Linked DNA regions of Mus musculus: region 1 is linked to region 2. The links are chromatin contacts, called in public promoter capture Hi-C maps. All regions are on one chromosome and are shown on one strand. The core of a region is the stretch at or near the end of the contact, and the rest is flanking DNA. Distances in the headings are between cores, read along the strand shown.

Region 1 (6,846 bases), core at 3,253-5,752, 91 kb before region 2:
AATATTAATTAATTTACTAACTTAGCAAACTAAGGGACTGCGTCAGTATGCCAAGTCCTAGGGAAAGACTGCTGGGAGGCGGAGCTTCTGCCTCCCTACAGACCACAGGAGCAGGAGTGCAGAGCCTGCTTCCTACTGGTTCAGCTTGCTTGACTAACATAATCTCAGATTAGAGGAATATGCCTCCACTCAACATCAGCAGAATCTTGCCCTTCAAAGCCTCAACAATTCAGATGCCTCCTGGGACCTAAACAGGAAAACGCTACTGAATGGCTCATACCCACTGCCCTGGTAACGGACGGCATTGGTGGGATCTGATGGCAGTAATCAAACTATTGCTGGTGCTACTTGACAAATGCTTCGGCAGTCCTTCCAGTCACACAGACAGCAGTGTGGTTCTAAACCTGTAGAGAGGGCTGGGGACATGGCTTCGTTGGTAGAATGCTTGTCTAGCGGGCTCGAAGTCCTGGGTTTGATCCCCAGAACCATATGAAGAGGGTGTGGCGGCTCATATCTGTAATTCCAGCACTGAAGAGGCAAAAGAATTAAAAAACAAAAACAAAACGCAAAAAACTCAAGGTCGTTCTCAAGTACAGGGAGAGCCGGAGGCTAGCCTTGTCTACATGAGACCTTGTCTCAAAGAAAAGATATAGAGAACACCCGAGAGAAGGCACCTCCAATCCTTTTAAACGTACCAATGCACATGTGTATGTGTGTATGTTCTCAAGTGCCTGTGCATGTGTATGTGTCTGTGCATGGTATTGTATATGTGTGTATACTTGTATATGTGTGTGTGTGTGTGTGTGTGTGTGTGTGTGTGTGTGTGTATGTGTGTGTGTGTGTGTGTGAGGATGTGGACTTGTGTATCATGTGGGTGGAGGTCAGAGGACAACTTTTCGCAGATGGCTCTCTTACTTTTCCTTGGGCTCTGGGGGTTGAACTCAAGCAGACTGACAGGCTGGCATAGCAAGAGCTTTCTATCCACTGAGCCATCTCGACAGCTGGAAACTCACCAAATCTTGCTACCTATTAGAAGTATTTGCTTTCTAGATCAGCATAAAACCCTCAACACTTCGCTCCACCCATCTGTGTATGCTTCATCTACAGGCCACGCTTCCAGAAGCTTGGGAGGAAATTACCATGCAGACAGGAGAAAACTAGTTACAAAATATAGCTACAAACCCTAGCAGAGAGTAGGACTTAGAAAGTTTCAACAAATACATTAGTAGGAATAGTGGAGTCTTTCATAGTCTTTGATTAAAAAGTTAGTACAAAGACTGTCAGGGCTGGGTGTGTAGCTCAGTGGCAGGGTGCTTGCCTATGCAAACTATTCAAACTCTATGCTGAGTTTGATCTCCAACACTGAAGGGAAAGTAAAAAGGACCATATTAAAGAGATATTCATACCAGAATAGGCGTTGCTAGCTTAATTTCTGTAGCTGGGATAAAACACCCTGATCAAAGCAATTTAGGAGAGGAAAGGGCTTACTTGGCTATGTCCCAGTCAAGGCAGGAACTCAAGCAGTGGTCGCATCACATCCACAGTGCTGATCAGAGAGAAACAAAAGCACCCATCCTGCCTGCTTCTTGCTTCTAGCTTTCTCCGGCCTTACATAGTTCCCGCCCCTCTGTCTAGGGGATGGTTCCACCCACAATGGGCTGGGTCTTCCCACATCAACTAATAATCAAACCAATACCTCCAGACACGACAACAGGCCAACCTAATTCAGGCAACTCCTCACTCGGGCCCTCTTCCTAGGAGATTATAGGTTGTAACCTAGCAAGTTGACAGTTAAAACTAATCACACATTGTCAAACTATACATGAGAAAAACAAGGACACTCTGGTGGAAGGTAAGACTACTGGGAAAAAATTTTCTCTCTCATCTCTTGAATAGCCCACAACTTTGTTTCTTGATGAATAAACAAAGTATAAATTAGATGGTAAAACTAAATAGAATAAGCTTTGGTACAGGTTAGTAGATGTGCGGGAGTTTTTCCCAGTAAAAGGTGGACTATCATCAAAGAATTTGTTAAAATCACTTGAAGCCACACTGAGGCACTTCGCTGGCAAGCACACACAGGGACCTGCCAGACACTGTCAGAATTTGAGATTTGAGGGATTTTGAAAGCAGATGGTGACCACATCAGGACAGCATGGTTTTTACATCAATAAATCTATGTCGAATATGAAGAACAATAAAAACCGGACTTGGTCCTACATCAAGGGCGGCTTTGCACCTTCATCTCCTGCATTTGCCACATGATGCTCTTGGCTGGAAAAAAAAAAAACACAAGAGACCTGGCTGGGCTATCCTCGCATCTCTTTGAAGTCCGACACCTGCTTTTTCTAGTTACATAGACACTAGGATGGACTCACTTTTAAAGCTCATTGGACCTTATGCCCCTGAAACTGGTTGCTATCAGACAGCTGAGCCTTTATTTACCAATTAGCTTTTGTATGAAAGATGAGGTGGGCTCTTCTGCACAGAAGCCAATCCCCAAGGACAATAGGAAAGGACTCAACCTGTGTGGAAGAAGGATACACACCGTGCTGGCTACACTCAGGTGGAAGGTTCTCTCAGATGATACAAAAGAAAAGACAAGAAAGTGGAAGGGGAATTCATCTGTGACCAGGATTCTTGGTCTGGATACAATCGAGATACATTGTATACAGTGTGAAAGAATAAGAGAGTCCTCAGCAGGTCCTATAGGCCATCTTCTCCCTACTATATACCCAGTGAATATAAAGGCTTAGAGATTTTTCTTTCTGGATTAAACAAAACAATGGCTCACTAAGGTGGCTCATAAGTAAAGGGACTTTAGCACGGAGCCTGAAGATGACCTGAGTTTAACCCTTGAGATCCATCCACACAGTGGAAGGAAAAGGATGACTCCCACGAGTTGCCCTCTGACCTCCACCGTGCACTGTGGCACACACCCCTGCCCCCTGCCATTCAAACAAACAAACAAACAAACAGAAAACCTTGGAGCAGAAAGGGGCATTTACACCTATAAACCCAGCACTCAAGAGGCTGAGGGAGAACCAAAAATTCAAAACCAGTCTTAAGACCCTATCTCTATAAACAAAAACAAACACCACCAAAACCCATGTGTTTAATGTCCGTTTGTGCCTATCATGGGACTATTAGGACTCAGAATACCATGATGTCTTTTATTTTTAAATTATGGCTTTCTATAAGTAGGGCTTGGCTTTAGTTGTGTGGCCATATGAGAACTCTACAATAATTCAACAGTAGACCCTCTAAACCCTGAGTCTGAAAATGAACACGAATACTTCCATCTCACAGGTATGGAAACAGACAGAGCTGCCCAAGACACAAACAGGAGTCAAGCCTGCAGCTGATCCTGCACGCTTTTTAGAGAACAATTCTTTCCTCTAGCTAAGTCAGGTCCACCAGAGGTCTGAAAACAACATATATAGGAATTACCAAGAAACTGGCTTTGTGCCGGCCAGTGGTGGCACACACCTTTAATCCCTGCACTCGGGAGGCAGAGACAGGTGGATTTCTGAGTTCTAGGCCAGCCTGGTCTACAAAGTGAGTTCCAGGACAGCCAGGGCTACACAGAGAAACCCTGTCTCAAAAAACCACACCAAAAAAAAAAAAAAAAAAAAAAAAAGAAAGAAAGAAAGAAAGAAAGAAAGAACTGGCTTTGTTCAGCAATGGAGGCCATTATCCAGATCCATCAACAATGGATCTGATTACGATTTTTCTAAGGATGAATAATCATGATTTTTTTTTTAATCATGTAAAACCCATGTTCCGGTTTGGCATAGATCAGACCCACCAGACTTAAAAGAATGTTCATACTGTGTACCTTGCTCCAAGTACCATGCTCACAAAGCTGTTACAGGACTATGCAAAACCCAAGCTTAGAACAACCGTTCCCCTGGGTAATGCTGTAAATGGCTTGAGCACACCCCTTGTCTCTCTTCATGATGTGGCTAGCATGGTTAGAGGAAGCTGTGTTTCTTTTTTCTCCATGGATAAATGTCACCCAAGAGTATAGGTTAATCAAGCTCAGTTCTTCTGCAGGAATTGAGCTTGGTGATGTAGGCAGATCCGGCTACTAAGTAGGTGTAACTGCATCTGGTCCTTAGCAAGAGCTGTGTGTGCAATGAGTAAGTAGAATGGAACTTTAGAGATGGGGAGAGACTTTAGAAGTCTGGTAGCTGCTTCTGTTTAGAATTGCTCTCCACTTTCATTAAATAGGGGAGTTTTATAATAGCCACATAAACTAGGTCAGTGTTGAAAGTTTCCTTTTGCTTCAGAGAGGAGATGGAATGGATTCCACAGAACACAGTACATTCCTGATTCTCGGGTCCATGCTGGGCAGAGCAAACTCTCTTGAGTTTGCCAACCAATTACCAGGATTGGCCACTGTGCTTGGTGGAAGTCCTCACACAGCCCACCGTCTGCAGTGATGGAGAGGAAATAGAGTCTGCCGGGGGTAGGGAGGGCCAAAGGTCTGTAACCTATCACAAGGCAAGAGCATCGAGGTCTCTGACCCCTTTGAGTAAAAGTTATGATGCAATGGGAAAACCATGCAAGAGTTTAATGGGTGAAACCACAAGATCTCATCAATATTTAAAGGCAGACTTTTAAGCTGTGCGGTCGGCACTCACTCCATAAGGAAACGATCCAAGATGTCTTACTCATCTTGAATTAGTCCTGTCAGGTACTAAACAGCTCCCATCCATCTTCCTCCAACACAGAGACCCTTCCCAGGTCTTCTCCAGCTGTCCTGATCATACTGTGGAATGATAACACTTGTGGGATAGGTTTTCTGTATAACATAGATATGTTTCACCATGCCTGGGCCTCTAACCATTATATTTAAAATACAAGATAACTGAAGGTGGAATTTCCTTCAGGTAAGTCCTCCACATCTGAGTGGTCTAGTTGCCTGCCAATCACTCTTCCGGGTCAACCTCATTCTAAGTCACAAAAGAGCAGTTCCAGGACCCCAGGCTTCTCTTCCCAGACCCTCTCTCTACTTTTAATTTCCCATCACCCACTTGCCTCTTCCTATCAATATTTTCCTTTTCTTTCCCATAGTCAACTCCCAGGTTCTTCTTTCTAAAGATCCTCAACTACAGAAAGTTGAGAATTAAATATATGGCATCCAGAACACAACTTAAATATGCATGATACTGAGGGGCTGTGGATGTGTCTCGGGCAGTATAGTCCTTGCTAACATGTATAAAGCCCTGGATTTGACACCCCCGCCCCCAACATCACACAAACTAGGCATGGCTGTGCATATCTGCATCTCCAGCAGTTAGGAGGTAGAGGCAGGGGTCAGGAGTTTCAAGATAATCCTTCGCTACATAACAAATTTAAGGCCAGCTTAGGATACAAAAGACTTCAGAAGAAAGGAAAGAAGGTAGGAAGGAAGAAAGAAAGGAAGGGAGGGAGCCGGGTGGTGGAGGCGCATGCCTTTAATCCCAGCACTTGGGAAGTAGAAGCATGTGGATTTCTGAGTTCAAGGCTAGCCTGGTCTACAAAGTGAGTTCCAGGACAGCCAGGGCTATACAGAGAGAATCAATCCCCCAAATTGTCTTCTGACCCCCACACTCACACCCACAGCTGCTTCTGCGCCTGCATCTGTCTGTCTGCATCTCTTTCTCACATACACAAACACAAAATCTTACAATAATAGTTTTAAAAAAGAAAAAAATTAAAAACCTATTAAAATACAATTGAGTGGGAATAAATTAAATTTCTTCAAAGAAAAGAAAAGGAGGTCACTTTCAAATTCTTCAACCAAGGCGGGCTCTAGCCTCTGCTGAGATGTTCCTGGGGATGCAGACAGACTGTAGTGTGGAAACTCAGGAGGGTGGGACTGGTGGGGTATAAAGGCTGAAAAGAAAGAGTGGTTTTCCTTGCTCTCAACTCTAACTTTACAAAAACCTTCTCTATGAGAAGTTTAAATTATGCAGGACATTTAAATTACGTGAAACAAACTGGTTCGTCAAAAAATGTTTTCTATCCTATGGGAGGCCCATGCTTGCAGTCACAGTGCTCAGGAGACAGAAACAGGAGGATCACATGAGTTTGAGGCTGTGAGGCTAACCTGGTCTACACAGCGAACCCCAGGTCAGTCAGGTCTACATACATAGGTTAAAAAAAAAAATTAGGGGCTGAAGAGATGGCTCAGTGGTTAAGAGCACTGACTGGGCTTCCAGAGGTCCTGAGTTCAATTCCCAGCAACCACATGGTAGCTCACAACCATCTCTAATGGGATGCCCTCTTCTGGTGTGTCTGAAGAGAGCAACAGTGTACTCACATAATAAATAAATAAATAAATAAATAAATAAATAGATAAATAAATTAACTCATATAATCCCAGCACTTAGGGCAAAGAGACAGAAAGATCCTGAGCTGAGGCCAGCCTGGGCTACGTACTGAATGAATAAATGAATAAGTCATTACTTAAAATTCAACTCTATTTTCATAGCGATGGTATGGAATCAAATTGTGAAATAAGTTATTTAGAAAGAAAGTTACTAAGATGCGTAACTCTTTATGGAGAGGAAAGGACCTCGAGGAAAAGGGTGCCCTAGACCTCAGGAGCCAGGAGCTACTTTCTCCCTAAGAGTGGACTTTGGAAGCCTCAGGCTAGGAAGCAGTCGGTAGCTGAACACTGCCTCCTTCAAACAGCCAGGGAGTGGCCCAGAGGAGGTTGACTGACCAGAAAAGCAGCTGAAGAATGTAGAGCTGAGACGGCATCTGAAGCAAAGTGCAGACTGTGGCCGAGAGTAAAGGGTGCAGGTGTGGCTCGGAGGCGGAGAGCTCGCCCAGTGACTACGAGGCCTGGGCTCC
Region 2 (5,956 bases), core at 2,888-5,387:
GAAACTGGAGGCAGGAACGGATACAGAGACCCTGGGGGAATGCTGCTCACTGGCTTGTTCCCCAGAGCTTTCTCACTACCTACCTTAGATAATTCAGGAATGCTTGCTTAAGGGGAGACACCGCCCACGGTGGGCTGGGCCCTCCCATATCAATCATCAATCAGGAAAATGCCCCACGGACTTGTCTAATGGAGACAAACCCTGAACTGGCATTCCTTCTTCCTAGATGACTCTAGCTTTTGTCAAGTTGGCAAAAATCCAACCAGCACACCTGGTTTACATAATGAGACACTGTCTCAGAAAACCACAGGAAAAAGTGACCCGTCTTCCTTGCATTTCTCTGCCACCTGGTCTTGCTTAACTCACCTGCCAACTACTCATGAAGGTCACCTGTGGACCTTTTGTCTTTGCCCTCTCTGACATGGTCCCAACCCCCACATCACTGGCTTTTCCTCACTGTTCCTCTATGGGAAAGTTTTTTTGCTTTGTTCCCACGTGTGACCGCTCCTAAGAGGAGGATTGTTCGGCTCCGTGTTATTAGGAATAAGTAGCTTGTGACACATCCTACAGACCTGGATACCTCAGGGGTTACACTGTTTGGATAGGCCAGGAGCAGACTAGTAACAACTCTATATATTCATCTTGAACTCATCCCGTTGGTTTTGGCTCATCTACTTTACATTTTTTTTCTTCCAAAGATTTATTTATTATTATACATAAGTACACTGTAGCTGACTTCAGACACACCAAAAGAGGGCATCAGATCTCATTAAGGGTGGTTGTGAACCACCATGTGGTTGCTGGGATTTGAACTCAGGACCTCTGAAAGAGCAGTCAGTGCTCTTAGCCGCTGAGCCTTCTTGCCAGCCCTACTTTACATTCTTACAAATACCATTTTTAAAAAATATTTTTGAACATTTTATTCTTTTTATTTGGATGGGTGTTTTACCTTGTATGTATGTCTATGCACCCCATACATGGATGCCCACAAAAGCTAGAGGAGGGCATCAGATCCCCTGGGACTGGAATTACAGGTGGCCATGAGCTGCTGTGTGGGAGCTGGCAATTCAACCTGGGTCCTCTGGAAGGGCAAACAGTGCTCTTAACCACTGAGCTACCTCTCCAGGCCCAACAAACACGTCTTTTGACAAACCTAGGCCCTCAACTTTTTTTTACTTTATTTGTATGTGTGTGCTTGTGTGTGCTTGTGTGTGTGTGTGTGTGTGTGTGTGTGTGTGTGTGTGTGGTACATATGTATAGTTGTGTATTCCCATATGTGGGGACACAAGGAGGTTAAAGACTGACATTAGGTGTTGTCCTTGATCGATCTATCTTTTGAGGCAGGATTTTGTCTATGCCTTCACCTGCTGGGCTGTCACTGATGAAAACCATCTTTAGTTTTACAGTTGTAGTCCTTTGGGAAGGCGAGGCAAGTCAAGTTTTCTTCCTTTGAAAAAAAAATTTTTTTTTTTTTAGTAATAAACTGTGCTAGCATATAATAATTTGTGGTAACTTCATGGTTTGGTAATTAAAGTAAGGCAAGGGAAAAAAAGCCATTTTCTATAATGAGTTACAATACAAACAATTCTGGAACATTGAGTACGTGACTGCAATTTACCTGACAGGTGTGTAAAGGGGTAAGGAGCTTAAATTAGGATTAAAAATAGATTGCCTGAAAAAAAGGGGGAGCGGGGAGAAGCAGGAAGTCACAGGCCTGATTTGACACCGTTTTTGAAATTTTAGAACTAGTATCATAGTTTTTAAAAAAAAATTAAGTGAATTGTTTTTACTTTTTTGTTTTCTTTAAGACAGAGTCCCCTCTGTAACCCAGGCTCACCTGGAAATCACAATGGCGTCCAGTCCACCTCAACCTACTGTCTGCTAGATTTAGAGGTATGAGCCATCAGGCCTTGCAAAGGAATCTTTAAATATGTGGTGTCTTATGTTAATCAGCATGATTGTTTAAAAAAAGAAATTAAGTCGGGGTGTGTGTGCGCTTACGGCAAACCCCTCTCGCCTCCCAGGTATTCCCCTGCCTTACCCCAGAGTGTGAGGAGGACTTGTGGTAATAAAGTTATGCTTTGACAGCCACCAGAGTGACAACTCCCACCCCTTCTTAGGACCTTGACTCCTTGACTCCTGGCCCGTGGCAGGATGAAGCAGGATAGGGAGGGAGCGAAGGGAGAAGGAGGGAAAAGGAAACAAAATGGACAGGAACTGACTGTCTTGGTTGTGAGAGGCACACCCTGCGCTAGAAGGCAGCCTATGGGAACAGGTAGAAAGCCTTGGAACCTGACTCTGGCCTCATTGTGAGGAGAGCTGGCACTTTATCGTAACAGCTGTGTTTCCAGACACTGTGGCAAGTAATATGTTTCATTTGTGCGTGCGTGTGTGTGTGTGTGTGTGTGTGTGTGTGTGTGTGTGTGTGTGTAGGTCAGAGGACAGCCTCAAATATCATTCATTAGGCATGATCCACCTTTTAAAGACAGACTTAGAACTCATCAAGAAGGCAAGGCTGCACGACCTATGAGCCCTGATCTGTCTGCCTGTCTCTGCTTCCTCAGCTCTGGAATTACAAGTGAACACCAAATCCCCATGGCTGGCATGTTTATTTATTTTGTGCATGTGGGGAGCCTGTGTGAGAATATGTGCACGACACGAGTTCTCTCTCTCTCTCTCTCTCTCTCTCTCTCTCTCTCCCTCTTCCCCCCTCTACACACACACACACACACACGCACACGCACACGCACACGCACACACACACACATATATATATGAAATTCAGAGAGGATGAAATTCAGGTCCTCACACTTGCAAGGCAAGCACTTATCTACTGAGCCATCTCCTCGCCCCCTCAAATTTATCTTAAATGGTGGAAATTCTCAGAGAACCTTTCGCCATGGGATTGGATCCCATCCGTATTTACACGCTGTGCACCAAGTGATACAGAAAGAGAAATAAACCATCACACACTAAAGAACACTATTAGGTGAGATCTCCGTGAGACAGGACTTAAGGCCATGCCCTCTGGTCAGCAGTCTTTTTTATACCCGTCTAACTATCTGATCAATATGTGTTAGGCTGCAATGGCCGGGAGGGGAGCAGAGTCCCTGCCTTCTCCATCTTCATCTTCTCCATTTCACCTTAGCAGTCTCTCTCTCTCTTTCTCTCTCTCTCTCTCTCTCTCTCTCTCTCTCTCTCTCTCTCTCTCTGTGTGTGTGTGTGTGTGTGTGTGTGTGTGTGTGTGTGTGTGTGTGTGTGTGTTTTGGGGAGTTATTACTTTACAGGCGAGTTAATTACAGAACACCCAAGACGACACATAAATAACTACAGGATCGAGAATTCCAAGACCAGAGCTTTCCCAAGTGGCTGCACAGCCTGCGTTCTTCCTAGCTTCCTTTGAATTGGGGGCAGAGGAGAGCCGCCAGACAGGAGCACCTACACTGGGTAAGCCCATGCCTCTACGTAAGAGCTATGAACCAGACGCAGTGAGGTGAGCAAAGGTGGGATCCTCCACTCTTCTTAAACCCCACCTTACGGAGAGGAAGCAAAATTGTGAGTGATTCCTGCTGAGGATCCAGCACTGATGGGAAGGAGAGCAAAGCTGGAACTCCCTGGGAGCGAGGCAGAAGGTAGGAAGAGGGCTGGGAGGAGAAACGGGCATTTTCCCAGGGGTCCTGTCTCTTGTGCGCGAGGCTTGGTGATTCCCTCATACACACTTGTCGCCTGGAGGGTTCCATCACCTGTGCAGGTGTGGCGCTGGAAGGAGCTGTTTCCTGGACTGTGGTCTCACCCCTAACTTCTCCCCAGTTTGAGGTGGGAAAAGCAGTTAACTATTTTTGTGGGAACCAGGCTTGGTACATAAGGGATGCTAGGATTCCCGGGAAAATGATTGATGACATAGAGACCTGGAAGGCTGGGCTCTCATTGAAGCATCCTTCCCTACACCTACCTCTGCCTCCAAGTCGACGCGCCCTACGACGGGACTGAGGTTCTTGTAAGCAAGTCCCCGCCCGCTGACTCCCTGCAGCGAACTGGGTGGGGACCCGCGGCGCCGCGGAAAGGCTATTTTGAGTGTGGGAACGCGGTGGGAGGAGGGGCGCCGGCGGGCTGGGCGCGGGCGCGCGGGGAAAGCCTCCAGCTCGGGCTGCCACGGCAACCGCGTCCAGGCAACGCGCCCGGAAGAGGCTCTGGGAGGCGCGCGGCGGCTCGCGCCCTTCCAGGGTGGGGGAGCCGCGAACCCCGGGCCGGGCCGCGCGCGCGCTGATTGGAGCGCGGGCCCGCAGCCGGGTTCGCCCCGCAAAGCCCCGCGCTCGCGGCCACCGCACCCAGAGCGCCGGCGACGACATGGGCAGCCTCGGCGCGCCAGATCCGCGCGCGGGTGAGTCTTCAGAGGTGTCTCCCCTCCCCACATGTCCGGGCATCCTCTAGACTCAAGCGGCGGGTGCTTCCGCAGGGACCGTCGATGTGACCTTGGAGCAACCACTCCATGGATAGGCATGGGATAGTGCTGGGGAGAGGGGGTGAGGGATGAAGCCTCGTGTGCCCCGCGTGACACTCTGGACGCGAGAGGGTTAACTGAATGCTGACGCGCAGGGCTGAAGTTAGGCGCAGAGCGCAAGTGGCATTGCATCTTCGCGGGGGCTGCAAGCTAGCAGACAGAAGAGGCCCCCGAGGGACTGTTTGAGGAGAGCCAAGGGTGTGCAGAGTTTGCCAGGACTAGGGGCAAGTCTATCATTCACAGTTGGAGCTGAGTGACCTTGGGTGGGTTAGCCACATTGCTCCCGCGGATTCTCTGGTTTTCATCCTTTGAAAGGAAGGGCTCTGGTTCTTTCCAGTTGCAGCACAAGGCTGTTTTGCTGGTACTGTGAGCTGAGGAAGGGACCCTCTGGGGATGCAAGACTTAACCATATTTATTCCGCAAGGGGTTTCCAATGAGCTGGCTCCCAAAGTAGCAAGAAATGTTACCATTTTATGGAGGGAACAGTCTGGGGTCCGGAAAGGCTCCTTAAAATGCATAGATTAAAATCCCTTCGGTGCACTTAAGTCCTGAACCCAATCAGGGTCCAAGCTGCCAAATACTTCTTTCCTGTAGTTGATCTGATAGGAAACTTTGTGTCTGAACAGGTAAAATCAAAACCCAGTAGTGGCAGGCAGTGGCAAATTAAGTGAGTCATTTCTTCAATGTGCAGAAGCTGTGTGTGTGTGTGTGTGTGTGTGTGTGTGTGTGTGTGTGTGTGTGTGACATGCGCATGCGTGCACTCAGCTTAAAGTCTGTGTATGCTGTTAAGAGGTTATTTCACAGAAATAATGTTGAACTGGTTTGGATCTACAGAGGGAATCACTTAGAACTAGGGCCAGACATTTGCATTGTTCTTTGGAGATTTGGGGTTAGGGGGCTAGCAAGATGGCTCGGTGGGGGGTGGGGGTGGGGTAAAGGTCTTTGCCATTAAACTTGAGGACCTGGGTTTGATCTCTGGAACCCACATTGTGAAAGGAGAGAATCATCCAACCCCCACAACTTGTTCTCTGACCTCCACACCCACACAAGGCACAGGAGCTAAACGAATAAATGTAATTAAAAAATTAACGAATTAGCTTTCTGAGAGTAAATACGTTCTTTATTAAGAAATGCACATTGTATCTACCTTGGCTTGTGTGTGTGTGTGTGTGTGTGTGTGTGTGTGTGTGTGTAGAGGTGACTTACAGGCTGTGGTATTTTTTCTAATTTTAGCACTGGCTGGAACTAAAAATGACACAGAGGCCATTTTTCATCCATAAACTTCCCTTTCCTCCAAGGGGCCACAACAGGTCCCCATGACTCCCATCACTGGACTGTTGAGATGCCTCTGACGTTGTGTTCCAAGGACACTCTTGATATCCATGGAAATCTGACTCTCTCTGTAAAACTGTGAGCTGGGAAGCCAAGTTTCCAGTTAGTAAGCTTTTGCCAGCT

The links. Promoter capture Hi-C pulls out the DNA fragments that hold promoters and counts their contacts.
Region 1: a promoter capture Hi-C map of liver shows a contact between it and region 2, with 2.2 times the contacts expected there. The contact joins the enhancer-like site here to the promoter of Fam81a in region 2. A contact is called at or near these places in 4 of 39 promoter capture datasets (the HPC-7 cell line, hematopoietic stem and progenitor cells and liver), 1 of 484 Hi-C or Micro-C datasets (liver), 2 of 115 datasets of contacts at active chromatin or transcription factors (the SCID.adh cell line and embryonic stem cells) and 2 of 9 other capture datasets (adipose tissue and pancreatic islet).

Annotation. Positions count from the first base shown.
Region 1 is chr9:70,229,922-70,236,767 of GRCm38.p6, reverse strand. The region is part of intron 1 of Myo1e (myosin IE); the gene reads right to left. All of the region lies in intron 1 of Gm26849 (a long non-coding RNA gene), which reads left to right. Among named protein-coding and RNA genes, the nearest start is that of Gm26849, 9.7 kb to the left of the region's middle. Within about 2 kb of position 4,502, at least 37 of the 459 cell types and tissues checked have an H3K27ac peak or open chromatin away from gene starts, as enhancers often do. A contact at or near this core is called in liver, where this site is marked.
Region 2 is chr9:70,139,738-70,145,693 of GRCm38.p6, reverse strand. Fam81a (family with sequence similarity 81, member A) reads left to right here and starts at 4,137. Exons shown (of 9, transcript NM_029784.2): 1 at 4,137-4,381.